Regions from separate parts of the Mus musculus genome. Here regions 1, 2, 3, 4, 5 and 6 are each linked to region 7. Evidence: chromatin contacts called from public HiCAR-type and promoter capture Hi-C data. All regions are on one chromosome and are shown on one strand. The core of a region is the stretch at or near the end of the contact, and the rest is flanking DNA. Distances in the headings are between cores, read along the strand shown.

Evidence for each region. Promoter capture Hi-C pulls out the DNA fragments that hold promoters and counts their contacts. HiCAR-type assays count read pairs that join an accessible place to other places. Capture Hi-C pulls out chosen DNA fragments and counts their contacts.
Region 1: a promoter capture Hi-C map of erythroid cells shows a contact between it and region 7, with 14 times the contacts expected there. The contact joins the promoter of Zfp653 here to the promoter of Ppan in region 7. A contact is called at or near these places in 2 of 39 promoter capture datasets (erythroid cells and liver), 2 of 484 Hi-C or Micro-C datasets (both in B cells) and 1 of 9 other capture datasets (liver).
Region 2: a HiCAR-type map of astrocytes shows a contact between it and region 7, with 4 times the contacts expected there. The contact joins the promoter of Zfp317 here to the promoter of Ppan in region 7. A contact is called at or near these places in 1 of 39 promoter capture datasets (pre-B cells) and 1 of 115 datasets of contacts at active chromatin or transcription factors (astrocytes).
Region 3: a promoter capture Hi-C map of liver shows a contact between it and region 7, with 2.6 times the contacts expected there. The contact joins the promoter of Zfp809 here to the promoter of Ppan in region 7. A contact is called at or near these places in 3 of 39 promoter capture datasets (liver and pre-B cells) and 1 of 9 other capture datasets (liver).
Region 4: a contact with region 7 is called in a promoter capture Hi-C map of erythroid cells, with 10 times the contacts expected there. The contact joins the promoter of Elof1 here to the promoter of Ppan in region 7. A contact is called at or near these places in 4 of 39 promoter capture datasets (erythroid cells, liver and pre-B cells), 1 of 484 Hi-C or Micro-C datasets (B cells), 1 of 115 datasets of contacts at active chromatin or transcription factors (astrocytes) and 1 of 9 other capture datasets (liver).
Region 5: a promoter capture Hi-C map of erythroid cells shows a contact between it and region 7, with 7 times the contacts expected there. The contact joins the promoter of Pigyl here to the promoter of Ppan in region 7. A contact is called at or near these places in 2 of 39 promoter capture datasets (erythroid cells and liver) and 1 of 9 other capture datasets (adipose tissue).
Region 6: a promoter capture Hi-C map of liver shows a contact between it and region 7, with 4 times the contacts expected there. The contact joins the promoter of Swsap1 here to the promoter of Ppan in region 7. A contact is called at or near these places in 3 of 39 promoter capture datasets (erythroid cells, fetal liver and pre-B cells), 1 of 115 datasets of contacts at active chromatin or transcription factors (microglia) and 2 of 9 other capture datasets (adipose tissue and liver).

Annotation. Positions count from the first base shown.
Region 1 is chr9:22,069,693-22,073,661 of GRCm38.p6, forward strand. Zfp653 (zinc finger protein 653) reads right to left here and starts at 1,684. Exons shown (of 9, transcript NM_177318.3): 1 at 1,357-1,684. The coding sequence starts at 1,649. Ecsit (ECSIT signalling integrator) reads right to left here. Exons shown (of 9, transcript NM_001253897.1): 7 at 3,734-3,882; 8 at 3,290-3,395; 9 at 2,554-2,888. The coding sequence ends at 2,632. Gm16845 (predicted gene, 16845) reads left to right here and starts at 1,310. Exons shown (of 3, transcript NR_040407.1): 1 at 1,310-1,472.
Region 2 is chr9:19,619,356-19,623,476 of GRCm38.p6, forward strand. Zfp317 (zinc finger protein 317) reads left to right here and starts at 2,736. Exons shown (of 9, transcript NM_172918.4): 1 at 2,736-2,930.
Region 3 is chr9:22,223,702-22,227,784 of GRCm38.p6, forward strand. It overlaps Zfp809 (zinc finger protein 809), which reads left to right and starts at 2,011. Exons shown (of 5, transcript NM_001164624.1): 1 at 2,011-2,131. The coding sequence starts at 2,129.
Region 4 is chr9:22,115,351-22,119,440 of GRCm38.p6, forward strand. It overlaps Elof1 (ELF1 homolog, elongation factor 1), which reads right to left and starts at 1,845. Exons shown (of 3, transcript NM_001357311.1): 1 at 1,760-1,845.
Region 5 is chr9:22,155,272-22,159,211 of GRCm38.p6, forward strand. It overlaps Pigyl (phosphatidylinositol glycan anchor biosynthesis, class Y-like), which reads left to right and starts at 1,575. Exons shown (of 2, transcript NM_001082532.1): 1 at 1,575-1,642; 2 at 2,461-3,084. The coding sequence starts at 2,724. The coding sequence ends at 2,939.
Region 6 is chr9:21,953,678-21,957,428 of GRCm38.p6, forward strand. Swsap1 (SWIM type zinc finger 7 associated protein 1) reads left to right here and starts at 2,076. Exons shown (of 2, transcript NM_025870.1): 1 at 2,076-2,327; 2 at 3,000-3,751. The coding sequence starts at 2,085. The coding sequence ends at 3,593. Gm45914 (predicted gene, 45914) reads right to left here and starts at 2,329. Exons shown (of 1, transcript NR_132099.1): 1 at 1,607-2,329.
Region 7 is chr9:20,886,829-20,890,606 of GRCm38.p6, forward strand. It overlaps Ppan (peter pan homolog), which reads left to right and starts at 1,347. Exons shown (of 11, transcript NM_145610.2): 1 at 1,347-1,489; 2 at 1,579-1,749; 3 at 2,510-2,611; 4 at 2,806-2,856; 5 at 2,943-3,113. The coding sequence starts at 1,472. It overlaps LOC115487308 (a small nucleolar RNA gene), which reads left to right and starts at 2,656; the gene lies at 2,656-2,740.

The DNA.
Region 1 (3,969 bases), core at 434-2,933, 1.2 Mb after region 7:
CAATGCTGGTGACTGGAACCAAACCCAGGCCCTCTGAAAGAGCAACAAATGCTCTTAACTACTGATCCAACCTCTTCAGGGCCTAGAATCAACTCTTAAAGAATCATTCATACAGATGAGTGCAGACAAGAGCAGAACACGCTACACCTGAACCCTTACTATGGGCCAAACCCTTTCTATGCTCTCTATTTTCATTTTGTATTTTATTTGAGATAGAGTATCGTTATGCAGCCCTGGCTGGCTGGAACTGTCTGTGCAAACCAGACAGATAATATCCAATCCAGTGTTCACACCATGCAGCTACTGGCTGGGGAAGCTGGGGCAACAGCTGGAGTCCCAGGGTGAGCTTTCCCTCCATGGCTTAGCATCCAGCTTGTCTTCCCACTGTGGACACCTGCACTGTGAGACAGCAGGAGTAACCTCTATTGGAAATGCTCCACCTTCTAGCTGTTCTTAAGGGCATGGGGTTTTTACTCTTGGGCACTTCTGCTGTCCTTGTCTCTTCCTGGAGGACACTGAGAGAGACATGCTTGAGTCTCAAACAGGAGAGGCCATCTACACTTTCAGAGCCTGCTTCTCAGTGTGGCAAGCTGCACATGACAGTTTACCAATAGGTCTGACAACTACAGCGTGGTGAACCATTCATGGTCTTAGTCTGATCCCTAGAGGGCACGTGGTAGAAGAGGACTAGCTCTGCAAAGCTGTCTTCCCACCTCCTTATGTGGGCCTACATACACCACACACGCACACATACACAAGAATAAAAGTGCCCTCACACCAAGCCTGGCACATGCCTTTAGTCCCAGCACTCAGGATGCACACAAGTAACCCTGACAAGGTTGTTGAAACAGGTGGCTGGGTTAAGGCTGCTTTCTTGTTGAGGATCCGGGTTTGGTTCCCACAACCTACATGGTGGTTCACAATGGTGGTTTCTGGGGATCCGACACCCTTTTCTGACCTCTGCAGGTAGTTCATGCACGTGGTACACATATATCCACGAAGGCAAGGCACTCATACGCAGAAAATCAGAGTGCCCAGCACCTTTGGAGGTTTACACCTGAGAGCCAGCCCCAGGCCAGGCCAGTGGAGGCGGGTCGACTCTTCAGACGGGCCAGTCGGAGCTTCCGAAGGCGGGCAGAGGGGTGGGGCACAGGCTTGCATTGGGTAGTCAATGGGTCGGAGGCGGAGCCGCGAGGAGGCGCGTGAGGGGTCTGGGTTGCCTAAGCCCGAGACCGAGGGCCGCCAGGCGGCCCGGGGGTGGGGCTTCACGCTCCGGGGGCGGGGCCGCTGCCCTTTTCGTCCCTCCCCCGGCTTCTTCTCTCCCTCCCTCCCTCTCCCGGCCCCGCGCCCCCTTACCCGTGGCGACCGCTACGCTGGCCACGCTCCAGCGAAATGAGGTAGGCGGCAAGTTTGGCGTCGCTCCAGCCGCTGCGGCGTCTCAGGTCCACCCAGGGGCCGTGCGCCTCGCCCAGGTACACGCGCCGCACGTCGTACTTCTTCCGGGACTCGAGCCGCCTCCGGGCCCGGTCCGACTCGGTGAGCCGCGGCCGGCCCCGCGCCTTTCTGCCTGCCGCGCCTTCCTCTGCCGCCGCCTCCCCGCCTGCGCCCGCCTCCGCCTCCGCCCCGGGCTCTGGAGCCCGCTCCGCCATCCCCCCCTCCCTGGTTACCGGCCTCCCCCGTTGTTAGGAGCCTCGACCGGAAGTGGCGCGCCTAGTCTGCGCCGCCGGGAGATTTCTCACAGGGTCTTCTCTGCCCGCGGCGCCAAACGGGGACAACTAGCCATAGCTGCGCATGCGCGTAGTCCGTCCGGCCCAGGCCATGGAAGTGCGTTCTGTTGACAAGTCAGTTATTTGGGAGGTAGAGGCACTGGGTACTGAAACTCAGGTAATCCTTGCCTCTCTATTGAATTCTTCGGCAATGTGATTAAAGATTTTTTCAAAAGGGCTGGAGAAATGGCTCACTGGTTAAGGGCACTCACTGCTTTTCCAGAGGACCTGCGCTCAAATTCAGCACCTACATGGCAGCTAGAACTGTCTGTAATTCCAAGATCTACCATTCTCACATAAACATATATACATGCAGAACACCAATGCACATAAAATAAAGGTAAATACATTTAAAAGATGTTTTTAAAGGCCAACAAGTCGGCTCTGCAGGTAAGGTGATGGCTGGCATACTTGACAATCTGAGTTACATTTCCGAGATTCACAGGGTCATATATCGGAACAGACTCCAGCAAATGGTCTTCTGACCTCCACACATCCCTCCCATACCATAAATATATAAATGGATTTTTTTTTTTTTTTTTGGTTTTTCGAGACAAGGTTTCTCTGTGTAGCCCTGGCTGTCCTGGAACTCACTCTGTAGACCAGGCTGGCCTCGAACTCAGAAATCTGTCTGCCTGCCTCCCGAGTGCTGGGATTAAAGGCGTGTGCCACCACGCCCATCTATAAATGGAATTTTTGAAAAGACAAGTTTAAAAAAGGGTCCCAAGGTGGTAAACCCAAAAGAGCCCATGCAGAACATACGAAGGGAAGCCACAGGGCCAGGGAAGAGGTTTTGATTTTTTTATTTTCTCCATATTATTTCATACCAGCCCAGTCTTTTCTCCTCATGCCAGCTCTATCTGACTCAACTTTGCCCCTGCTGCTGCTCTGCCTGAATGGTCTCATCATCTTCCTCAGGCCCCTTGGGAGGACTGTGGGGAGGGGACTGTCCCTCCAGCCTTGAAGTTGTCAGGAGCTCCCCCGTGGACCTGGCCAGGCGGAATACCACTGGGATCTGTGCCAGGGTTGGGTTGGTCTCCTGCAAGCCTTGGATCCACTTGATCAATGTTGCCTGATCATGGGCACCAGCCATGCACATGGCGAAGACAGGGCCTTCTGTCACTGTTAGGAGAAGAGTTTGTGTCTCACCACTGTGACGTACTCTGAGCACCTCCATGAGTTCACAGCCAGCTCCCTGTGCCACATAAATGTTCTACATTTCCCTTGGCCATGCCACCCGCTGCTCAGATACTATCAAGAGACTAAGTTTGAGCCCTAACTTGGAGGCTACCATGTGCCTCCTCCCAACTCCCCACATATAACTTGACTGTTCCCTGCTGACCTGAGGCTTGCGCGTATTCTGGTCACATCACTAGTCAGTATAGAATGCTCCTTAAAAGATAGTACAAAGGGGAGAGGGAGTAGCCAAGGAGAGGTACCCTGGGGGGCATATGACCCCTCATCCTGTGGAGCGTGGACAAATGGCCACCACACAGATGTGCTGTGTTGAGACCTGCTTTTACCTTCATCCACGTCAAACTCATAGTCGTCCCAACCACTCCTTGAATATTCCAGGTCCAGCTTCTGTGGGTAGTACAGCTCCCATTCTTCTGGGATCTCCTCTACTTTCTACCTCAGGCAAGAGAGCAGGCAGGATTAGAGGCCAGAACACAAAACCTGTCCCTCAGCTGAGCCTTCAGGACAGTGCCAGCCCCACCCCCAACACAGAATCTGTAGTTCTGGCTAATCTGGAAGTTGCTGTGTAGACCAAGCTGGCCTTAAACTCAGAGAGCTCGGCCTGCCTTGCCTTTTTTTTTTTTTTTTTTTTTTTTGGGTAAACATTTATGCATACCCCTGTGTAATTCAGAGGACAACTTGTAGGAGTGAGATCTCTCCTTCTACATGGGCCCTGGGGGTCAAACTCAGGTGGTCTGGCTTGGCAGCAAATGCTTTGGCCAGTAACTCACCTCTTCCTCAGGAGGTGGCAGGTCAGCTCTTAGGATGTGATAGTAGACACACTTATTACGAAGCCAGAGAGGGAAGGGGCCCTCAACAAAAACAGGCCTGGATGGGTTGTGGCGGGCCAGGGCAGCTTGCTGATCTGGACTCTGGATTCCTGGTGTAGAGATGAGAACCTGTTGGTGCCTTAGCAGCAAAAGGCCCAGGAGCTCATTTAGTGGGCCCAGAGGGATCCAGCAGAAAC
Region 2 (4,121 bases), core at 1,486-3,985, 1.3 Mb before region 7:
TTCTTGATGTTCAGAGTTTTCTCATTTCTAGTTTTATTTACTTATATAGTTCATAGATGAGCCCACCATTGGATGTTTAAATAGCTAAATGATTTCCCATTCTATAATCTTCAACTTTCTCCAAATTATGTTCCTTTGCAATACAGAGGCTTTTCAGTTTCATGAGGTTCATTTATTAGTTGTTCTTATTGCTTGTGCTATGGTTGTTCTGTTCAGAAGTCTTCTCCCATATCAATGAATTCAAGAATACCCTCCACTTTCTCTTCTGTCAGAGTCAGTGCATATGGACTTATATGCAGATCTTTAGTCTATTTGAAGTCAAGTTTTACACGTGGTTATATGTATGGATCTATTTGGCTTGTTCTACATACAGTCATCAAGTTTGACTAGCACCTTTGATGTGTCTTTTATCCAATGTGTATTTCTTTTTTCCTTATAAAAAGTCAGTTTTCCATAGTAGTGTGGACTTATGTCTGAGTCTTGAGTTACATCCATCAATGTGGCTGGTTTTGTGCCAATTTCATGCTGTTTATTACGAGAGCTCTGTAGTATAATTGGAGTTTAGTTGTCATGATACCAGCAGTTCTTTTACCATTCAGGGTTGTTTTAGCTGTAACAAATTGTGTGTGTGTGTGTGTGTGTGTGTGTGTGTGTGTGTGTGTGTGTGTGTGTTTAAATGAAGCTGAAAATTGTCCTTTCAAATTTTGTGAAGAATTTGTTTAAAATTTGATGTGAATTTTACATTGAATCTAAAGTTTGCTTTTGGTAGGACCATTATTTTTACACAGTTCTATTTGTTACTTACCTTATTGTTGTGACAACATAAATAACAAGAAGTAACTTAAAATTAAAGAGTTATTTGGGCTTATAGTTTGAGAGGATTCAGTCCATTCTGGTTGGGAAATCCTGGCAGTAGGGGATAAAGCAGCTTGTCATATTGCATCTGCTGTTAAGAAGCACTGAGCAAATGGAACCGGAATCAGACTCTCAAACCTCAAGACCTACCCACTCTAGTGACTCTATCAAAGTTCCAGTTCCTAAAGGTTACACAGATTGCATAAACAGATGTCCCTGTATTGGTCAGCTACATAAGCTTGTGGCTACAATTTTACCTTCAAACAGCAACAGAGTTACAGCAAGAGCCTGGAAATCATTGCTGTATGTCTCAGATGCTACCTGGTAACATTTTTGACTCTCAGTGTGGTAGATGCTAGTGTTAAATTGACCCATTCAAGGTAAAATGAGTAATATTTTGTGAATTAGTGAATGCAGGTTGACAAATAGAAGTATAAAAATGTTGACTGCTACTATCTGAAATTTCCCTACTGCCAAAAAAAAAGAAAGAAAGAAAGAAAGAAAGAAAGAAAGAAAGAAAGAAAGAAAGAAAGAAAAGAAAGGAAAAGAAAAAAAGGAAAAGAAAAGAAAAGAAAGGAAAAAGAGAATACAAATGTATACTAACTTTGAAGATTCTTTAATCTTTAATAGTATCATGATTTTCATGGTCCATGCTGAGAGGATAGGTTGATAATGCAGAAATACTATGGTTATGAGAACTTTATAACTTCATGTGAAGTTCAAATACTATCATAAATCAAATTAACTTAGGCAATTTCCAGTATCCTCAGTTCATTTCATTGCCCATCCCTATATCTGGCTGAACAACCTTTATGAAATTCTTTAACATATATTATTAAGACATGAATAATCTTAATCAATCCTAAAAACTTACAATGCTATAGATAGCAACACAGATACACAGCAGAGTTTTTTGTCCTACTTTTCTGCAAGATATTAATCTATCACCCATCATATTTATTAAATGCCTTGATCTTTCACTCTTTTCATTCTATGACTAATAAAATCCCATGTGTGCAGTTCCTTGGCAAAAATTTGTCTTTTGTCACACCCTCAGTTGGTGTTTCTGGGTCATGGTCTTTGGTATTTGTTTGTGAACAAATTTATCTGCGGCAAGAGTAGTTTTGTGTTGACACCGATTTTGAAACGAACAAGTTGATAAAGCTGCTATATTTGAGGTTAGGTTGGGTGTGTTTTCAGTATTTAAATATGTGTCTAAATATCTTAAGTAAGGCAGTGTAGTTTTGGGGGTATAGGTATGGGTTATGGGTTATAGTGATTGCATACAATATTTAAAGTAGGAAGAGTGACTGCTAACAGGTTCAGGTTGATGATCTTAGAAAGAAGAACAAGCTGAAGGCAGGCCCATAAGATGATGTGGTGCAATTAGAACTTGGAAAAAGCATATATATACATATATACATATATACATATATACATATATACACATATACACATATACACATACACACATACACACATACACACATACACACATACACACATACACACATACACACATACACACATACACACATACACACATACACACATACACACATACACACATACACACATACACACATACACACATACACACATACACACATATATATATTCTACTTGAGCATCCTTGTCAGGGCCGTCCAACTAGAAACTACATTTCCCATAAACCCTTGTCAGGGCCGTCCAACGTAGAAACTACATTTCCCATAAACCATTTCAATCTCATTTAGAAGCAATTAATCGGTTTCGCGAGAGTTCCTAGTTCACCAAGAATGCACGGCTCATTAAGGTTATCAAACTCCATTTCCCAAGATGCACGCCGTGAAGGTTTCACGTTATAAAAGGCTTATGAAGTTTCGCGAGATTTCGAAGACGGACGTGAAGTAGAAGCCATTGCTTCGGGGAGCTAGTGGAAGTCACATGTGCGAAAGGATAGTTGGGGTTTCCCCTGTGTTTGGACCCTCCTGTTCCCCGAAGCGTTCTGAAGCATTCCGGGGCCTTGCGTGAACTTCTAGTTCTTCCGCCTTAGCCGCGGAGACTTCCGCTTCCTGGATTCCACCCTCAGTCTGGTAAGCCCGTGGTTCGTCACTTAACCCGTTAGCTCCAGGAAGCGGAGGGCTGTGGCCGGGATGAGGACAGCAGAAACCTTAGGAGGCGTGCCTTGAGGTCCCCATCCTGGCGACCCAGGAGAGGTTTTAAAATATGTAGACCAGGATGTTCAGGGGTGTCGGAATGACAGTGATTGCTCTTAGCATGGGTTTCCTTCCTAAAACTATCATTGATATGTGCACACCTTTTTCTTTTTGTTATTGTGAAACTTGCCTAATACCTTTTCTATTATGTTAAATCATCAGTTGCTTTATGCGTTTGTTGGCTGACAATCCTCATGTGAATAAATTACTTGTAAACATAGTTGTAATTTAATTTGAAAGTTAATCTAATTAAATACTTTGAACTTTTTCCATAATATTTTTCCAAGCTTTTATATAAAAGCCACAACTTCAATAAACATATAATTAAAGATAATTAAAGATAGCAATAGCTATGTTTTTTGCAGAGGCCAAATTTTTGTTTGTAGTCTACAAGGTGACAATGGTATCCGTAAGTAATAAACATGACTTTAGAAGTTAGTGATGATGGTTACACAATAATGAACATGATAGGTGCCAGGGAAATTGAACACTTAAATTTTAAATAAAATGGCAATTTTTATATTATGAAAAAATATTAAAACGATGACCATTTAGTGAATTTATAAGCTAGATTATGATGGAGATCATTAAAGACTCGTGTGCTCTTGTTATAGTACATATTTTCTCTCCCCTATAGTGAAATATGTGGATTTTGCTGTTCCCCCAATACTATTATGTATTTTAATGAAATCATTTTTCTACTGATCCAAGTATCCCATTGCACCAAGTATCTTAAACTCAAAAGGTAGTCACTTTTCAATAGTGTCACACCTTATATTTTAAAATGAGATGTAAAACCCAGATGCTGCATTTCTCTCTCCAAGGTGTGTTGGGTCTGTATTTTAGTCTTTAGAATATTGACATTTTTATGCCATTAAATTTTATAGTTAATCTGTTTATATAGCTGAGCAATTTGATTTTAAGTGTATTTTCTTTTTTTTTCCTCTCAACCTTTTTTCTACTTGTTTTTTTTTTTTTTTTAATTTTTTATTAGGTATTTTCTTCATTACATTTCAAATGCTGTCCCAAAAGTCCCCTATCCCCCACCTTAGAATTCTGTGGTTCATA
Region 3 (4,083 bases), core at 761-3,260, 1.3 Mb after region 7:
CAGCAAACCGTTTCATAAGCCAGTCACTTCACATACATCCACACAGACGACTGTTGAACTGTGTGGATGGTGGGGTCTCCAAACCCAGGTTCTGACTGAACGGGGTGACCTTTGTAAGTTCTTATTCAGGATGTATATGCTGCATGGATTCAACCATTGTGCTGCCATCAGCTTCTGTTTAGGAAAGGTTTTTCCTTGTGAGTATCAACAAACTCAAGCCACAATTCCTCGCTTTGCTGTGCTCTTAAATGGATACATCTGGACAAAATGGGCAATGTTAGTCAGTTCATTTCATTAAAACATGTGTAAGCACAGTATCATAGCCTACAAATACCCAATGGAATGGAGGTAATACGCATATGTGGGGCACATTATACAAGCCTTTAAATTTTCCTACATTACTAATGCTGAGATTCACCAGAAAAAAACCCAAACTCCACCATTTTGAGCCAAATTTGAAGTAAACTTTATTAAATATTGACCAAGAGATGGACTTTGGTTAGAACCACTTATTTCCTGTAATTTCCCAGCTGAAAGTGGGCCCGGGTCACGTGCTATAGGCCAGGGTCACGTGCTATAGGAGTTTGTAAAGACAAAACCCATAGGCTACCCTCTACTTTCTTTGCCATGGGGTTTCCTTATTTTCCAGGAACTACAGCTTACAGCATTCCAGGAAGGTACCTGGTCCCCAGGCAGGTGGGGCTTACACGTTAATTTGGGATATTACAACATGACAGATTTAAAATGTTGTTGGTCTTCTATTTGGTTATTATACTCTGAATGTTAATACAGAATGAATGAAAACAGTATAATTACACATCTGCATGAAAGGGCCATAATGCAACTCATTACTCTGAGCATTAGCCGTGGTTTTAATAAAAAAGTTTTGCAGTACTGTTTTAAATTTTGTGTTAAAAATTGCTTCTCGGGCTGGAGAGATGGCTCAGTGGTTAAGAGCACTGACTGTTCTTCCAAAAGGTCCTGAGGTCAAACCCCAGCAACCACATGGTGGCTCACAACCATTCTTAATGAGATCTGACGCCCTCTTCTGGTGCATCTAAAGACAACTACAATGTACTTAGATATAATAATAAATAAATCTTAAAAAAAAAAAAAGAAAAGAAAAGAAAAAAAGAAAAGAAAAAAATTGCTTCTCAGCGGGGCGTGGCGGCTCATGCCTTTAATCCCAGCACTCAGGAGGCAGAGGCAGGTGGATTTCTGAGTTCCAAGTCAGCCTGGTCTACAAAGTGAATTCCAGGACAGTCAGGGCTACACAGAGAAACCCTGTCTCGAAAAAAACCAAAAAAAAAAAAAAAAAAATGCTTCTCATGTAAAGCCCCAGAGGGGCTTTACCTGCTGGAAGACCCCAAGTGAGACAAGATCTATGTTTATTTTTTCTGGTGCGCAGGGATCGATCTTCAGCAGTCTCTCAAGCAAGAGACAGGGGGCGATCCCGGTTCTAGCTTACAAGCACCGTATACATTTTTTTTTTTTTTTAGAGGGCAGATTACAGTAACAGCTTCTAGGCACTTGGTGATGGATGGCTAGACCTTTTGTCTGGTTGGCTGGGTGATATCGGGTCATCCTTGGAGAGTACCTTCGTTCCCCAGAGGGCCCAGGTAGCCTTCAGCCAGCACTTTTTTTTTTTTTTTTTTTTTTTTTTTTTTTCTGGTATGTGTTTTGTCAGAGTCGGTCTGGGTTGGGTCAGAGTTGCTTAATCTTATCATTTATCCACAGGTCAGCACCCCCCACCCACCCCCCGCGCCACACACACACACAGAGAAACACAGAGACACACACAGAGACACATACATCACATCACAGTAAGAAAACTTCACGGGAATTAAAATAAATTATTGTGATACCGTTTTTCTGTCCGCTAAGACTTTCCGTATGATCAGACAGCCTTATGCCCTTTGCTACGCCCCGCCTTCCGTCATCGATTGGTGACTTTGACTGTCACTCAGGCCCTGTGACAGGACCGCTCTGAAATGAGGAAGTGGGGTGGATTTAGAAAGTTCAGAGGAGGTCTGAGCCTGCCATCTTGGGTCCTGTGGTCCCCAGGCGTCCGTTGCGGGAAGTTGTGCTGGTGGCGGAGACCGAGTCACAGGACGCTCCCAGTCCCATCATGGTGAGCTCGGCGCGGCGTCCCTGTGGAGCCGGTGTGGATGGCTGTGGGATGGGGGCTGGGCGGGCTCAGGGCACCCCGGAGCGTCCTATCGCGCCCCGACCATGCGTGGGGACTCGAGCTGGCTGCAACGCCCTGCACAGCTCTGCCACCCACAGGCAAGAGACAGGAATGCCTGACCGCTGGGTCGCTTCAGCGCCGGTGTCACACTAGGAACTCTGGGCTTCCGTTTACCTGCAAGGTTGGGATGGGGAACTCTGCGCCCTGTCTGGAAACTCTCGGAAGCTGGGTGCAGGGAGCTGGGTCTAGTAGGGGTGACTCTCCATCTGTCTGTCACTCTGGGATAGGCCTGTCAGTGTCCTGGCTGTCACCAATCAGGAACTTTATAGACTTGGGAGATGTTGATAGAACCCATCCTTAGGATGGATGAGAGACTAGTGGGTCTGAAAGGATCCCCGAGGATTAAATATTTTTGCGCATTAATTGGAGGAAGTGGGGAAGATAAAAATTCAGTTCCTTGTCCTAAACAGTAGTTTTAAAGTATCTGATAGACTTAATCTTAAAATTGCTGAGGTACAGGAATAGCCACGCATTGGATGTGTGTGGTGCAGACTGTGACGTGGTACCGAGGAGCAGAAGGCAAGGGGGAAGCAGTATGACTGTGAGATCTCTTCAGGCCCTGAGTTGCTCTTTTTTTTTTTTTTTTTTTTTTAAGATTTATTTATTTATTTATTATATGTAAGTACACTGTAGTTATCTTCAGACACACCAGAAGAGGGCGTCAGACCTCGTTACGGATGGTTGTGAGCCACCATGTGGTTGCTGGGATTTGAACTCGGGACCTTTGGAAGAGCAGTCAGTGCTCTTAATCGCTGAGCCATCTTGTAGGACCCCAAGAAGGAGCCCCCCACTCAAGTCTCAGGTCGCGGGGTCACCCAAAGAAACATGAGAGACCTTCTTGAGGCAGCTTTAATGGCCGAGCTCCGGGTCAATCAATACGTATCTCACTCAGGAGACAGAGGAATCGACCCTGAGACTCAAAAACTCAGGGTTTTGATAGGGTAGGGTCTAGGAAGAATTGGCGCGGTAGTGAGCAGAGTAGTACCGGGGCGTATAAGAATTCTAAAGCCGGGGGCTTATCAGAGTCGACAATGCATCTGGTTAATGTTTCAGCTTTTAACTATGCTCTCTATAGAAAGGGGGGCAAGCAGGAGGCGCCGGGCTGCCAGATGGTCAAAGAGTCAGCCAAGATCGTCAGAAGCAGTTCCTATTCCCTCCCTTTCTTTACGACCGGGAGACCTGGGAGACCTAGCTTCAAGACGGACTCGGGCATGCCCGGGCTAGTTTTCTTTGCAGTCTCAGTCCCAGGCCTTTTTAGTTTAAACCTTTTATTTTATTTAATTTCCTTTCATTCCCCTCTTCTTCTGAAGAATAAAGATAAAAAAATTACTGAACTCTTCCTCACCCCAGAGCCCGACCCCTCCCATCTAGAGATTGTTCCCAGAACACTCCTGAACTCTTCACCCCAGAATGCATTCCTGAACTCCTCACCCTAGAGTTCGAACCCTCCCAACTAAAGACTGTTCCAAGAACATTTTTGAGATAAGGGCCTCCTGGAACAACCTCAGAATGAACCGGGTACATTGCCAAATAATAGGATATGACCCCTTAGTTACGTAGAATTCCCTTGGCAGAACCCCTTAGTTATGCAAACTTGTACTTTCCCTGCCCCGCTCTCCCCCCTTGAGTTTTTCCTATATAAGCCTGTGAAAAATTTGGCTCGAGGTCGATTCTCCTCTACACCATACTAGGTGTATGAGTTTCGACCCCAGAGCTCTGGTCTATGTGCTTTCTTGCTGTTACTTTATTAAATCTTGCCCACTACATTTTGAGTTCGGTCTCAGTGTCTTCTTGGGTCCGCGGCTGTCCCGAGGCTTGAGTGAGGGTCTCCCTTC
Region 4 (4,090 bases), core at 595-3,094, 1.2 Mb after region 7:
AGACAGCTACAATGTACTTACATTTAACAATAAATAAATCTTTAAAAAATAAAATAAAATAAAGGTTTACAGTTGTTTTGTTTTTTTCAAGACAGGGTTTCTCTGTGTAGCCCTGGCTGTCCTGGAACTCACTTTGTAGACCAGGCTGGCCTCGAACTCAGAAATCCGCCTGCCTCTGCCTCCCGAGTGCTGGGATTAAAGGCGTGTGCCACCACCGCCCAGCAGGTTTACAGCTCTTAACATGAAAACTCAACAGGGTTTCTCTGTGTAGCCCTGGCTGTCCTGGAACTCACTATGTAGACCAGGCTAGCCTTGAACTCAGAGATCCAAGTTTATCATCCACCTGCCCCTGTCTCTCCTGGGCTGGGATTAAAGGCGTGTGCCACCACCACCTGGCAACAGGAACACGCTTAACTGGATGAATTCAGCTGATAGTAGCCAAGCATGGATAAGGCTCTAGGGCAGGGGTCCTCAATCTGTGGGTTTTGAGGTCACATATCAGATACCCTGGATCCAGATATGGCAGACACAAAAGATAAAAATAAATAAATCTTTAATATATCTGTACTAATAGTTACAGATGACAGGCTCCTGAGAAAACTTGTAACTGGATGAATCCTATTTCTACGAGGCTATTAGAGCGAAATACAAATCTCTGAGCTGGGGCTACTTTGGGTGAAAGAGATCAGGAAAGACCTTCTCTTCTGGAGTCATTCCAGATGACAAAAGGCAGCTTTGATGACAAGACAGCCAGGAAGAGTCTGAGCCAGATGAAGGGTTTTCTCGTCGTTTTACTTCAGAACGAATGGCTGAAGCTCCCGGAGCAACGGAGACAAAAGTGTGAGACACACAAAAGGAAAGGCCAAACCCTCACGGTGAAGCGTTGCCTGGTGCCGAGCCCAGCTGTCAACTGTCTAGGTGGATGTGTTTGCATCCCCTCCCATCTGGCCCTGGCAACCAGCTAGCTACAACGGAATCGCAGGCGGGGCAGGCGGGGCATCTTAGTCGATCCTGTCTCAGCTGCTATGGGCACTGCTGCCAAGCCAGAAAAGCTGAATTTGGAACCCTAACCCACGTAAAGGTGGAAAGCGAGGATGTATTTCCCAAGTTGTCCATTAACTTCTGTACACATTCTACTACACATATAGGGAAAAATGTAGGACAAAAGATTTCTAACACTTTCAAAATAGGGCAAGGGAGATGGCTTGGCAGGTGAAGTTGTTGGCTGCCTCTCTCTCTCTCTCTCTCTCTCTCTCTCCCGCGCGCGCACACACACACAGCATCCAAAACAAACTCACGATCACCTTAAAACTCCTCAAAGCTCCTCCGGCGTCTGCCACCCTGCCCATCAATCTCTGAGGAAGGATTTCACTTGGTCACTGCTGTATCCCCAGGACGCACAGTGCTTGGTATACCTTAGGCACTTAATAACTACTTGTTGAACAAATCAGTGAATTGCCCGGAATCTGTCTCTGTGGGGCCCCAGAATCCCACCGGCAAACCGCAGCCTGCGAACGAGCCATGGTGTCCCGAGGCGACCGGGACGGCGGGAAGGGATCTGGGCAGAGCGACGGCGTCCGCCTCACCCAGGTTTCGGTGGCGCCGCCCGCTCGCCCAGCTGCAGGGATCCAGGGGTCAGGCTCCCCACGAGGCCGTCCTCAAAGCCATGCCCCGGCCTCAGCTCTACGCCCTGCGGGTGATCTAGAGAAGAGCGCCGGTCCGCCCGGCCCAACGCCCGCCCGCGAGACCCTACACTTACTTGTACCAGCCCTGCCTCTCAGCCAAGGCCGCTTCACCCAGGAGACGCTAACTTCCGGCCCCTAACGGAAACGGAAATATCGCTTTGGGTTTCCCGCCCACTCCTTAACCAATTAAATGCGCGTGTAGACCCCGCCTCCAACTACCTGGCTCCGCGCAATTGTTACAGCGCATGCGCCACAGTCCTGCTCAATCACAAGCAAAATCCTAGGGGTGTTCGTGATCGCGAGGAGCGGTGGCTCCACCTGTACTCATCCTGGTTAAGGTCCTCACCTGTAATCATCTTCCTGGATTCGTCTCACTTGTCTTACCTCCTTGAAACCCTAGATTTTCCCTACCCTCCATGCTCACTCCAATATCCTAGCCCTAGAAGAGACGAGTTGGGAGAGGGAGGGGATCAGCGGGATTGTGAGACAGGAGAACGGGTAAGGGGGTTTAATGGTCAAAATACATTGTACTAGTCAGAGTTCTCTACAGTCACAGAACTTATGGAATGTCTCTATATTGAGGGGATTTATTGTGATGACTTAACAGTCTGTAGTCCAACTACCCGAACGATGGTCAGCTGTGAATGGGAAGTCCAAGAATCTAGTAGTTCGTCGCTCAGTCCCACGAGGCCAGTTGGTTTAGCTGGTAAAGAAATAGAAATAGGTTCCAACAGACGTACTGGCAAGTAAATGCAAGCAGGCGAAGAAAAGTGAGCCTTCCTTCTTCCAGGGTCCTTATATGGGCCTCCAGCACGCTTGTCAGGTAAGCTTGAAGACAGGAGCTTGAATCCCTAGCATCTACAGAAAAGCCAGGTAGGCTTGGTTACCCGCCTGTAATCCAAGCCTGCAGGAGACAGGATCCCCAGGGCACGGTGACTAGCCAGATGAGGTGAGTTCTGGGTTCAAGAGACACTGCGTTACATCAATATGTAAGATGGAGAGATGTGAGGGTCTGGCTTTCACATGCAGACCCTCACAAATATACCTGCTGAGTACATACTTCTTTTCTTAATTAAAGGCTCTGACCAGCAAGATGGCTCAGCGGGTAAAGGCAATTCTTAACACACACACACACACACACACACACACACACACACACACACGGAAAGTGCTTAGCTGTGTCACACGTTGTTACGCATGCTTTAAAGAGAATGCCCTATAGGGGGCAGTGCCATCCTTGGAACTGCCTTTTCTGAAGACCATTTCTGGTTGGCAGCATCTACTCACACAGGAGTGTAGTGGTTCAGGACTTAAATCCCAGTACTCAGAAGGCAGAAACAAGATCTGTGCTAGTTCTTAACCAGCCTGGGCTAATGTGAATAATTCAAAGCTAACCTTGGCAACAGTGGGAGGCTCACAAAAACAAAACAAAACCACAAATGCACGTGGGATAAGTCTATGCATGTTACCCTGTAGCTTGCCGACTTGATGAAATATCTTGCCTGCAGCGTGAGAGAAGACGAGTTTCTTCTGGCTCACAATTCAAGGGCATGGTCTGCGGCGACGTGGAAGACTGGCAGCAGGGGCTTGGGGCAGCCAATCACAGGGTTTCTCTCTATAGCCCATTCTGACAATGAAATCCTTCTATCTCAGCCTCCTGAGCTGGGATTACAGGTGTGTTCAACCATGCCGTGCTTTTGACTCCTAACCACAAGGACTTGGCCAGCCATCATGCCTCGTATCAAAATAAATAAAATCACAGAATTAAAATAAACAATCCGATGTCTTAGCCTGGCTTGTTGTAAGTCGTCATGCCAGCCTCTGTGGAGGCTGAAGCAAGAGGCTAAACAGATCAAGGTCAGCCTGGGCAACTTAGCTCCAGCCCCCAAAACTTAAAAAAAAAATCAAAGATAGGCATGGTAAATCGACCCTTTAATTTCTACACTCAGGATTGGGAAACGAGAAATCTGCATACACCAGAGACCAGCCTAACTTCACAGTGGTCTCCAGAAAAACCCAAGCTATACGGTGAATTCTTGTTTCAAAAAGCCAACCGTGGGGTGGAGAGACAGCTCACAAGGTAACCATGATTGCCCTGCAAGCTAGGTGACTCGAGTTCAATACCCAGAGTCCATGGTGGAAGAAGAAAAACCAGTCCCTCCAAGTAGTTCTCTGGCTTCCATGTGTGTGTCATGATATATGTGCACATACACACACACACACACACACACCAGTAGTAATAAACTGGGTGTGGTAGCACACAGCACCAAGGAAGCAGAGGCAGGCAGAGCTCTGTGAGTCTGAGGCCAGGCTGGTTTACATGGTGAGACCGTATCTAAGAAAAAGCACCCAGGGACTGTGGATTGCGTGGTCGAGTGTTTGCTTAGCATGCACAGGGCCCTGGG
Region 5 (3,940 bases), core at 325-2,824, 1.3 Mb after region 7:
AAAAAACACCTTGTCCTAACACGGGGTTTCCTCTTTACCTTTTTAAACCGCCATTTCCCTGTGCACCACGTCTTTCTCCCCTCTACCCAGAGGCAGTCCTTTGCTGTGCTGTCATCATCCTGTCTGTTGTGACCCCCCCCACCCCCCTTCTCCCTCATCCTCTATCTCCTGTCTTTGGCTCTTATTCCCTGCCCTTTGAACTTTGGGGCAAAACCCCTCTACGCTAAGAACTTGGTCTTGGGTATCTTGCGCCAATACTGGCCTTTTCACAGGCGTGTGTAGTGAGTGCCTTTACCTCTTGAACTATCTTGCTGGCTATTTTTTGTTCCGATTTTAAATTTTTAAATTAAAAAATGTTTGTTACTTGCTCTGTGTAAACCATAGGATGGTTTGTCCTCAGCTCTCTCCTGCCACCTTGTGGTTGCAACAGAAGCTGCACGGACTCTATACCACTACTTACCTCTGAGAAGAAAAACTTTCTGATCTTTTAGCTTGCGGGAAGATTAAGGGATGGAGCTTCCTGTGCAGTACTGTGCAGAATCCTAGCTCAGCCTCATTTTTCTTTACGCTGGGATCAGAGATAACACTGCCTCACTAGGCAAGGCAGTGGCCGGCCCCGTGGACAGCATTTACGAACACCGTCCCTCCCCCCAACCCCAAGGCACACACACTCATCGTCTTACTATGTAGTCCGGATGACCTGGAACTTGCTATGTAGACCAGGCTGGTCTCGAACTCACAGAAATCCGCTAGCTTTTGCCTAAGGAGTGCTAGGATTAGGAGTGTGCTTGGCTACATTTTCTCTTAAAACTTCATTTTGCACTTTTTGCGGGAGTACACTCAGGTGTGCCACAATACATGTGTGGAGGTCAGAGGAAAATAGTTCTCCACCATGTGGGTACCGGAAGGTCGATCTCAGGTAGTCTGACCTGGCAGGAAACGCCTATACTCGCTGAGCCATCTCATCAGCACAAACTATTATTTTGCCATTTACCGATTCATACGTAAAATAATGTATCAGTCATCTTTCCGCTGCTTAAGAGGATAGATGATAGTGGCTGAGGCCAGGTGCGATTCAGGATTCAAGTTTATCAATTAGAAGTGGGGAAGGCAGCCGGGCATGGTGGTGCACGCCTTTAACCCCAGCAGAGGCAGAGGCAAGTGGATTTCTGAGTTCGAGGCCAGCCTGTTCTACAGAGTGAGTTCCAGGACAGCCAGGGCTGTCTCGAAAAACCAAAAAAAAAAAGTGGGGAAGGCTTTTCAGTGCAGAAAGACCCCACTGTCTGCTCTGGAGCGCCATGAATAAACTGTGGCAAATACGTTCCTCTCCTACTTCCAGCAGGACTAGCATAGGGGACGCCCAGCCAGAGACGATGGGATCCTTAGCTATCCGGTGCTCTCAGAGTCTTTCTGGCCTCACCCGTCAATCAAGACCACGGGGGCGGAGCCTGAGCCTGGGAGCGAAGGCAAGGTGAACTGTCCAATGAGCACGCGCGGACCGGCTCCATCGCGGGATCTGGGTTCCTCACCCCGCCCCTGCAGGGATTTGATTGGGCGGCTGGCCGGGCTGTCCCGCCTTCGTGGGGCGGTGACTGTCACCGCCAGGCGCCGAAGGGACCGGACTCCTACAGGCCTGCAAACGGTGAGTTGAGGGTCTCGAAATACGAGCGGAGGAGCTGTTGAAACCGGCTGGGGCGGGACTCGCGCCAGCTTGGCGTCTGCGCCATGGACGCCGCCGACTCCGTTTGTCTGGCTGGTTCGTTTTCGGTTCGGCCGGGTTCCCCCTGTCCTGTCTTGCCCCGCTCGGCTCGGCTCGGTTTTCTTCGGCTCGGCTCGGCTCGGCTCGGCTCTGTCCCTCCGTCGGTCAGAGACTGCAGCGGGCTCGTTGCCCCTTCTGGTCCCCGAGGCGACTGCGCCCAAGGGATGGCGCTGTCTTCGGTCTGTGCATTGACCGCGGGTGGCTCGTGACCTGGCCCCAGGTTCTGGTGCTGGTTCCCAGCCAGTCCTCGTATAGAAAGCCTCACTCAGATGTCTGAAGCGAACCCGGATTTGTAGGTCGCATTCCGCTTCCCCAGTTCACAAAAACATTATCAGTCCACCTGTCCTTCATTCTGTTTTTCAAATTGCTTACTTCCCAAAGTAATTCATGACACTTGTAGTGTTTTAAGCATGGTCTGGCAGCCGTTCTTTTGTCACTGCCTCCTCAATACTGATACCTCTGATGGGGGTCACTATAGGCAGTTTTGGAGGACACTCCTTTTTTTAAAGGCTTCTTTCTAGCCGGATGTGGTGGCTTGGGGAGGCTGATGCAGGAGGATCACAACGTTCGAGGCCAGCCTGCCGGTTCCAGCAATCCTGTCTCTAACCTACTCAGTGCTGGTACTGGCTGCTTCCCCATCCTTTCCTCTCCCTTCCCGTCGCCTGCCCTTCATCTTGTCATCTTGCATTTTTCTCATACAGTTAAAAGACCTCTCGCCTGCGCTGCGAGGGACACAGGTGGTGTCTGCAGTCGCTGGTAACCGCTGCGTGTGACGCGGAGGCTGAGGAGCCGGCACCTTCGGCCTGGGACCCCTGGACTTTCTGCGTGCCCTTGGGAAGCATGCCTGGGTGAATGAGGAGTCGGGACAAGGGGAAGATAAGACAAGAGCGCACCCGCACGAGAACAGAACTTTTCAAACAACTGAGTTTTCTTGAGACAGTTAACCTTTTAAGAAGGGAGGAAGATGATCCGGTCCCTGCCCACCATGACCGTCCTCATCCCACTGGTCTCGCTGGCAGGCCTGCTCTACTCCGCCTCCGTGGAGGAAGGCTTCCCAGAGGGCTGCACCAGCGCCAGCAGCCTGTGCTTCTACAGCTTGCTCTTGCCGGTCACCGTGCCTGTGTACGTGTTCTTCCATCTGTGGACATGGATGGGCCTGAAGCTCTTCAGACATAACTAGGGGAGCCGAGGCCCCTCCTGCTCGGGCTGCCTGCGGAGTGGGGCATGGCCGGAGGTTCCTGGCTGTTGCAGATTCTTTTGTAGCTGAAAAATACTTTTCAATAAAATGTCTTATGGGAGAGGAACACGACCAGCCTTCATCCAAAGACTGTTTCTTCTAAGATTTGTTCTTAATTGTGTGTCTGTGTGTGGGTATGCGCATGTGAGTGTGGGTGCCCAAGGAGGCCATGCAAGTGATGGGTCCCTGGAGTTGGGGGTACAGGCAGTTGTAGGCTACCGGAGCTGTGTTCAGATCATCCATAAAGGATGCGAGTTCATGTTCTTAGCCCCTGAGCCATCTCTCTGCCCGCCTATTGCCTTCTCATTTAGTTCTGGGGAACCTCAAGCTGTGAGAGGCAGACCTTGTCCTCCTTACCTTCCTGTCTCTACCTCCTGAGTGCTAAACTTATAGGCAAGAGCTCCACATCCATTCATGTGGTGCTGGAGGAACCCAGGGTTTCAGGAACGCCAAGCCAGCACTCTGCCAACCAAGCACCCAGGCCCTAAGGACTGTCTTTTTTTTAGCCCATTCATTTAAAAGTTAGTTGTTTGGAAGCCAGGCAGTGGTGACACACACACTTGGGAGGCAGAGGTGGATCTCTTGAGGGTCCAGGCCAGCATAGTGAGACTGTCAAAAATAATTTGGGATTTTGTTTCCGCTTCAAGGTCAATGGTGAAGTGTTAGGTTTGACTCCTCCCAGAGGAGCTGAGTGGAGTAGTGCCATATATAAAAACCAATATCTGGAAGCTGGACATACCAAGCCTGGGTCTGCGGCTGGGCAGATGGCTCAGCAGTTCCTTGGACCAGCTGCTCTTAGTCCCCAGGTTGGTGACTCACGACTGCCTGTAACTCCAGTTCCAGAGGATCAGACCTCATTCTGGGCACCTGCAGACCTGTGGCATGTTTATTCATGCACACACACATTAATAAAAAAATTGTTTTACAGAGGAAAGAAATCTGAC
Region 6 (3,751 bases), core at 826-3,325, 1.1 Mb after region 7:
CTGTGTGTGTGGGTGTACTGGGGGATGTTGTGAAGCTGTTTTCTGTCCCCAGAGGGAAAGAGTAAGCTCAGGAAATCACAGTTCCGCCCTGTTCCTGGGTCTCCAGGCAACCGTACCACTTTGAAGTTACTAGGAGACAAGGTTTCCAGGGAAACAGGCTTGAGTGACAGCTCACGAGCCAAGTTTGGGTGAAGAGACTGGCTGAGAAATCAGGATCACCCACCACTCACCTTGGTTCCCTCAGTTCTTCCTCTTTCATTCAGTGACTTGACAAGAATTGCACTTTTCCAGTGTGGTCATAGACTCTTGTGAATGAAGCCCTCATTCTCTCTTCTCTCTCTCTCTCTCTCTCTCTCTCTCTCTCTCTCTCTCTCTCTCTTTCTACACACACACAATTTTCTCTCTCCTCTTAATACAAGCAGGCATTAAGAAGGTCCCAGGCCAAAAAGAAAGTTAGATGACAGGCCTCTTAAAGGGCCCTCATACAGGGAACCTGGGAGAGGTCTCAGTATGTACAGTGCAGGATGTACAGGCACGAGCCTGAGAGTCGACCCATTTAAACACTGGACACAGGATCGGTCTCGTGGTGGGGCTGTGACGGTCATCCAGTCTGACATACACAGCAGTGAACAAGACACACTGTGCAAATGAGCTAGAAGGTAAGGACTGACCTCCACACGCTAGGTGGCACAGGTAATCCTGCACACGCCCACACAAAAAAAGATTTTTAAAAAATCCCAGAAATCGGGGCCAGTGAGATGGCTTAGAGGACTCTTGCCACCAGCCCTGAAGATCTGTCATCCAGGGGCTGGCGAGATGGCTCAGCGGTTAAAAAACACTGACTGCTCTTCCAGAGGTCCTGAGTTCAATTCCCAGCAACCACATGGTGGCTCACAACCATCTACAATGGAATCTGATGATCTCTTCTGTCATGTAGGTGTACATGAAGACAGAGCACTCATATACATAAAATAAATAAATAAATCTTTTTTTAAAAATCTGTCATCCAGGGGACACACATGGTGGGGTAGAAAGAACTGCATCCCATCCCAGAAGTTGTCCTCAGAGTGCATGCACTCTGTGTCAATGGGAGTATATACACACTCACACCAACTAAATAAATGTAATCACCCCTCCCCCCATGGAGGGCAGAGTGCCTGCTCAGCATGGACAAAACCCCGAATTTCACCCCCAGCCTTGTATTAACTTATCATAGTGGCACAGGCTAAAATGTCTGGGACCCTACCAAAAAATAAAATTCCCCATATTCAACTATGCAGAGACAAGCAAACAGGTCTCTGTGAACTTTGCTTCGGTGACATCAGCAATTGTTCACACCAACGCATTACAATGATCACATGGAATCACAATATTCATTTTGCAGGTGGGCAAGCTAAAAGTCTGGTTATCATCATCATTATTATTATTTTTAAAGATAGGTGCTCATGTAACTCAGGCTGGTTGCAAACCTCAATATATATCTAAGGGAACCTACTTTTTTTTTTTTTTTTTTTTGAGACGGTTTCTCTAGACTGGCCTTGATCTTAAGAGATTCACCTGCCTCTGCCACTCAAGTACTGGAATTAAAGGTGCGCGACACCACCGACCGGCTTCTACTTTTTTTAATGTTTAGATTTATTTTTACATGAGTGTGTGTATAAGCGCGGGGCCATAAATATATGGGTGCCACGTGTCCGCGGAGTCCAGAAGAGGGCGTCGGATTCCCTCACACTGTACTTGTGCATGGCTGTGAATCACCTAGTAGATGGTGGGAACTGAACCCGGGTCTTTTGGAGGAGCAGCCAGTGCTCGTAACGACTGAGCCATTCTCTACAGCTCCGACCTAGAGCCTGGGCGTCTCTTTGGAGCACGTTTGGACCCTCGACCTTCCTTTCCTTTTAATCGATCACACGGCTTCTTGCAGCAATTCCCTCAAAGTACCCACTTCCTCCACGCTCCGTGTTTTGATCATTGGCTGACAGCTCCAGCGACGAACTTAGTCTGTGAACTATAGCCAATGAGGCCTCTGTGTGGGCGGGCCCAAGATGAGATATCGCTTTTGATTGGTCAGCGGCACTCAGCAAATGGCGGAGGCGCTGAGGCGGGTGCTGAATGCCGGCTGCGCGGCAAGGCCAGGAGAGGATGGCGCTGCCGGGCCGCCATTGCTGTTGCTCGGCGCTCCGCGCTCTGCGCAGACGTCGCTGCTGTTTGCAGCCGCCCTTGAGGCGGCAGGGGAAGGCCGCGGGTCCGTCCTCTTCGTGACGCGAAGGCCCCTTCAGAGCCTGCCGCTCAGTACACCCACAGCGCGAGAGCATTGGCGGCTCCAGGTAAACGGAGGGCTGGACCTGGCAATGCGTTACCCAATGGCGGGCTAGTTCGCGCCTGAGTGACAGTTCGATAGGCAAATGGCAGCGTGAATCGTAGATTCACAACTAAATCGTCATAAAGCGTCTGTGGAAGTGGTGGGTGGAAGAGGCGGAGTAGGGTCGTGGGACGGGACAGTGCGGGTTTAGTTAAGATGAAGTGAAAGACCGTCCTGTGGTCGGGCGGCATTGGTGAGCATGGGTGACAAACCAAAACAAACCACCAAAAACAACAACAAAAAAATACGGACTGGGATTAACTGAACAGAGAATTTACCTAACATGCGCGAAGCCCTGGGTTCTTTCTATCCCTTTAACCAGACTTGATAATATATGCCTGGGATTCAGTTCTCAGAAGTGTCAGGCCATCCTTGGCTACAAAACGCGTTTGCGATCATCCTGGGTCACATGAGGCCCTGTATTAAAGAAAAAAAATGTTTTTTCCTTAAATAATCTTGAGCAGTGACAACTGCTGGAGAAGGGCAGGTGACAAGGGTGAAGTATTTGAGCTGGTGCTTCATCCTGGAACTTTATATATGGACCATGAGAGCCTAGACCGGAAAGTATAGAAGTGAGGTAGCCATAATAGGGAGTTTTGACCTCCTATATTAAGTCTAGCCTTTTCCTATCTTCTAGAAGGTTCGTTTCCAGTACCCATCCTCAATTCAAGAGCTTCTCCAGCTGCTGGCCTCTGCCCATGAGGCCCCAGCACCGACCCCATCCCTTCTACTCCTGGACGGCCTGGAAGAATATCTCGCAGAGGATCCCAGTGCCCAGGAAGCCGCCTACTTGGCTGCATTGCTTCTGGATACTGCTGCCTTCTTTAGCCACCGTCTTGGAGCCAATGGCAGTTGTGGGCTTGTTGTGGCCCTTGAAACCCAGAAAGAAGCAGAGGCCGATGCCCCACATCTGCCATTACTTAAGCGATATTTTCCTGCACAGTGCTGGTTGCAGCCAGATGCCCTAGGCTTGGGACAGCATTGCTGCCTTCGAGCCAGCCTAGAGTTGGGCAAACTGAGCCCTAGGACAGAGTGGTCAGTGAGTTTCTTACCCTGTGGAGAGATGAAGGTCACCCCATGGCTTGCCCAGGCTTCTAAGCTCAGCCCAGAGAAGAAAGATTCAAGTGCTGGAAGCCAGTCCTTAACTTTGGGATGTGACAACCTCCCTGGTCCTGGGTCTCCCTTGGATGGGATACTTACTTCAGAGACAGGTGCAGATTCAAAGACCTGAAAAATGTAGATTTTCTGTTTATAAACTAGCATTATTGTCATCAGGGCTGGCAAGATCCCTTGGCAACAGGCACGGTAATTTGACTGATTCCCGGGACCCTCGTGGTAGAAAGAACTGACTCCTGCAAGTTGTCTTCTGACCTCCACATTTGGGTGGAA
Region 7 (3,778 bases), core at 97-2,596:
TAGAGGAATGGCTGTTAAGATACAACAGATGGGACTAGCAGAAGAATGAGCGAGAGAGAAGTGGGGGCAGGAACAAAGGAAGGAAATAGATGCAAGGAAGAAAGAGAAAATGAAGGAGTCAAACTAAAGATGAATGAAAAACATAAGGGAATCCAATACTGGTAAGCTGACGTCACTGGCCGATAAAATTGCCTGGAGAGCTAGCTCAGGGTTAAGAGCACTAGCTGCTCTTACAGAGGACCCAGGTTCAATCCCTAGCACCCACATGGCAACTCACAACCATCTGTAACTCCAGCTCCTTTTTCAGAAGTGACACACAAACATCTGTGCATGCAAAATACCCATGAGCATAACACAATTATATTTTAAAACATTTTAGAGGTCTGGCAAGATGACTTAGTTGAGTAGAGACACCTACCACCAAGTCTGAGGATCTGAACTCCATCTCCAGGCCTCATATGGCAAAAGGAAAGAACCAACTCTTTTTTTAAAGAGTTATTTATTATATGTAAGTACACTGTAACTGTCTTCAGAAACACCGGAAGAGGGCGTCAGAACTCATTATGGTTGGGAGCCACCTTGGGGTTGCTGGGATTTGAGCTCAGGGCTTTCGGAAGAGCAGTCAGTGCTCTTAACCGTTGAACCATCTCTTCAGCCTGAGAACCAACTCTTAAAAATGACCCTCTGATCTCCTCATATGCACCACCACAGATTGGCCTAGTCGGCCATCACTGGAAAGAGAGGCCCATTGGACACGCAAACTGTATATGCCCCAGTACAGGGGAACGCCAGGGCCAAAAAAAAAAAAAAAATGGGAATGGGTGGGTAGGGAAGTGGGGGGGAGGGTATGGGGGACTTTTGGGATAGCATTGGAAATGTAACTGAGGAAAATATGTAATAAAAAATATTTAAAAATAAATAAATAAATACAATCTATTTGGAGAGGGGGTGGACATGGTGGTACAAGTCTTTAGTTCCTGTCCTTGGAAGATACGGGCCCACGGATCTGTGTGAGTTTAGTCAGCCAGGAAGGGTGGCACATGCCTCTAATCCCAGCGCTCAGTGTACGCACGCGGATCTCTGTTAGTTGCAGGCCAGCGTGGGCTGCGTGAGATCCTGTTTCAGAATAAAAAACTGAAAGGCCAAACAAAGGGGGCAGTACGCTTGCCGAAACGTTCAGGATAGGGACTCGAACCCTCAAATAATTGTGAGGCCCCTCTCTTTTGTGCAAAAAGGACCACGGCATCTTTATAAAGACCCCTGGAAAGGATTCTCGGTCCTTTAAGCCGTCCGGAGCCAAGGACCGTTGGATGACGTCACTGGCCGGCACGCAGGAAGTGGGAAGAGTTACGAGCCGCGTGGCACCGGAAGTTGGCCACGTAAAGTCCGTCCTCTTTGCGTCTCCTGCACGGAAGTGAGCGGTGTGCGCCGGAAGCGAATACAGAGGCTGCCTCGTGGGGAAGCAGGCAGCATGGGGCAGTCCGGGCGGGTGAGGCGCGGCGGCCTGGGCGGGCATGGGGCACTGGTGGGGTCGCGGCCGAAGCTTGGGCGCTCACCGCCTGCCTGTCGTCCCCGCAGTCCCGACATCAGAAGCGCAATCGCGCCCAGGCGCAGCTCCGCAACCTCGAGTCCTACGCTGCACAGCCGCACTCGTTCGTGTTCACGCGAGGCCGAGCGGGTCGCAATGTCCGGCAGCTCAGCCTGGATGTGCGGCGGGTCATGGAACCTCTCACCGCTACCCGCCTGCAGGTCTGTATCCCTCAGCCCTTCAGCTCCAGGTTCGGGGCTCGGCATCTTGGCGAGGACTTGGGGCCAGAAGCTGAGCGCCTGCCTTCCATGTGGGAGGGCTTGGCTGAATCCCCAGCACCTCTGACCCAGGCTTAATGGTGTGCAGGCGAAATCGGGAATAGAATCGAGGGGGAAGATCACCATAGAGACCATCTGTGGTTACATAGTGAGGTCTTGTGTAAAAAACGGAAAGTCATACTTTGGGGGCAATCGCTAGGTGACTCAGTGGGAAAGGGGGCTTGCTGTTAAACTGTAGTTCAATTCCTGTGCCCCACGTAGTGGAGGGGGTGAAACAGCTCCTGAAGTCCTCTGACCTCCATCTTTGCGTCCCTCCCAACAGGCTTGTAAAAAATACTTTTTAAAGAGTATTTTTGAGTGCTGGGGCAATAGTTTAGGGGTACAGGTAAAACCCCAATACCTCCAGAAAGGAGTGTGTGGTCAGAAATACCATCTCAGAATAATCGTTTAAACGTCTTCTCTCAATGTTTGTGTCCGTTTCTTTTTTTTTTTTTTAAAGATTTATTTATTTATTATATGTAAGTACACTGTAGCTGTCTTCAGACACTCCAGAAGAGGGTCTCAGGTCTCATTACAGATGGTTGTGAGCCACCATGTGGTTGCTGGGATTTGAACTCTGGACCTTCGGAAGAACAGTCGGGTGCTCTTACCCACTGAGCCATCTCACCAGCCCCTTGTGTCCGTTTCTTTCTCCATTTATCAGGTTCGAAAGAAGAACTCCCTGAAGGACTGTGTGGCAGTGGCTGGCCCCCTGGGGGTCACACACTTCCTTATTTTGACCAAAACAGATAACAGTGTATACTTGGTGAGTGCGCGCCACACCGTCCCTTTCCCTCCCTGAGCCCCAGCTGCTCCTGTCTGATGATGAGCCCATTGCCCTGAGCTCTTGTGATGCTGGCTTCAAAGTAAACGCTCTGAAGTGAAGGAGCAGGGCTTTCCCTTCTCTCGCCCCACCCGCCAGCCAGACCCCTGCACCCTCACCCACCCTTTCTTTGGCAGAAGCTGATGCGGCTCCCAGGAGGCCCCACTTTGACGTTCCAGATCAGCAAGGTGAGAAGGGTAGATATGAGAGCCCGGCTTGCCTGGGGAGGGCCCTGGTCACACGGGTGCTTAGCCTCTCTTCTCCCTCCTTTCAGTATACACTGATACGGGACGTGGTCTCTTCCCTGCGCCGACACCGGATGCACGAGCAGCAGTTTAACCACCCTCCCCTCCTGGTGCTCAACAGCTTCGGCCCCCAGGGCATGCACATCAAGCTCATGGCCACCATGTTCCAGAACCTGTTCCCGTCCATCAACGTGCACACGGTGGGCCAGATCTGTGACAGCTGCCGGGGCCAGGGTTGGACAGTTGGAGGGGGAGCAGACCACATGTTACGCCTCCATTGAGTGGAGAGACTCGCTTGGCATAAAGCAACTGATTTGATGTTAAATTCGGAGGCGGGGCTAGGAGTTGATAGGAGGGTCTCATATATCTCAAGCTGGCCTCCAACTTTGAGGCTGATGCTGGACTTGAACTTCTGATCTTCCATCTCTTCTGTGCTTAGTACACCTTGAAAGGTGTTGGGCTTTGTGCATTGTAGGCCGGCACTCTGCCAACTAAGCCATTTCTCTGCCCCTTATTCTGGATTCAAGGTCGTATGTTAGACCAGGCTAGGATTAGACTTGTGGTCTTTTCTAATAAGCCACCTAGGAAGACTAGAGTGTCAAGTACGCTCCTGGCTCCAGAGCTTCAGATGCTAAACCCTGGCATCAGTGCTTCTCAGATTAGGTTCCTTACAATGTCTTAAGTCTGGTGGTTGGCTTTGGTGGCCCCTTTAGCCAGTGCTTCAGACAGTCTGAGGACTCTGGTTGTAGTAGCCCCTAACACCTGCACTAGGCATCCTAGTGCCTTCTGCAGACACAGACTGCTGGAGAAAGCTACACTCCTTCCCAGCTTGGTCCCTGGTTTCAGCACATAGTTCCCCAGGCAG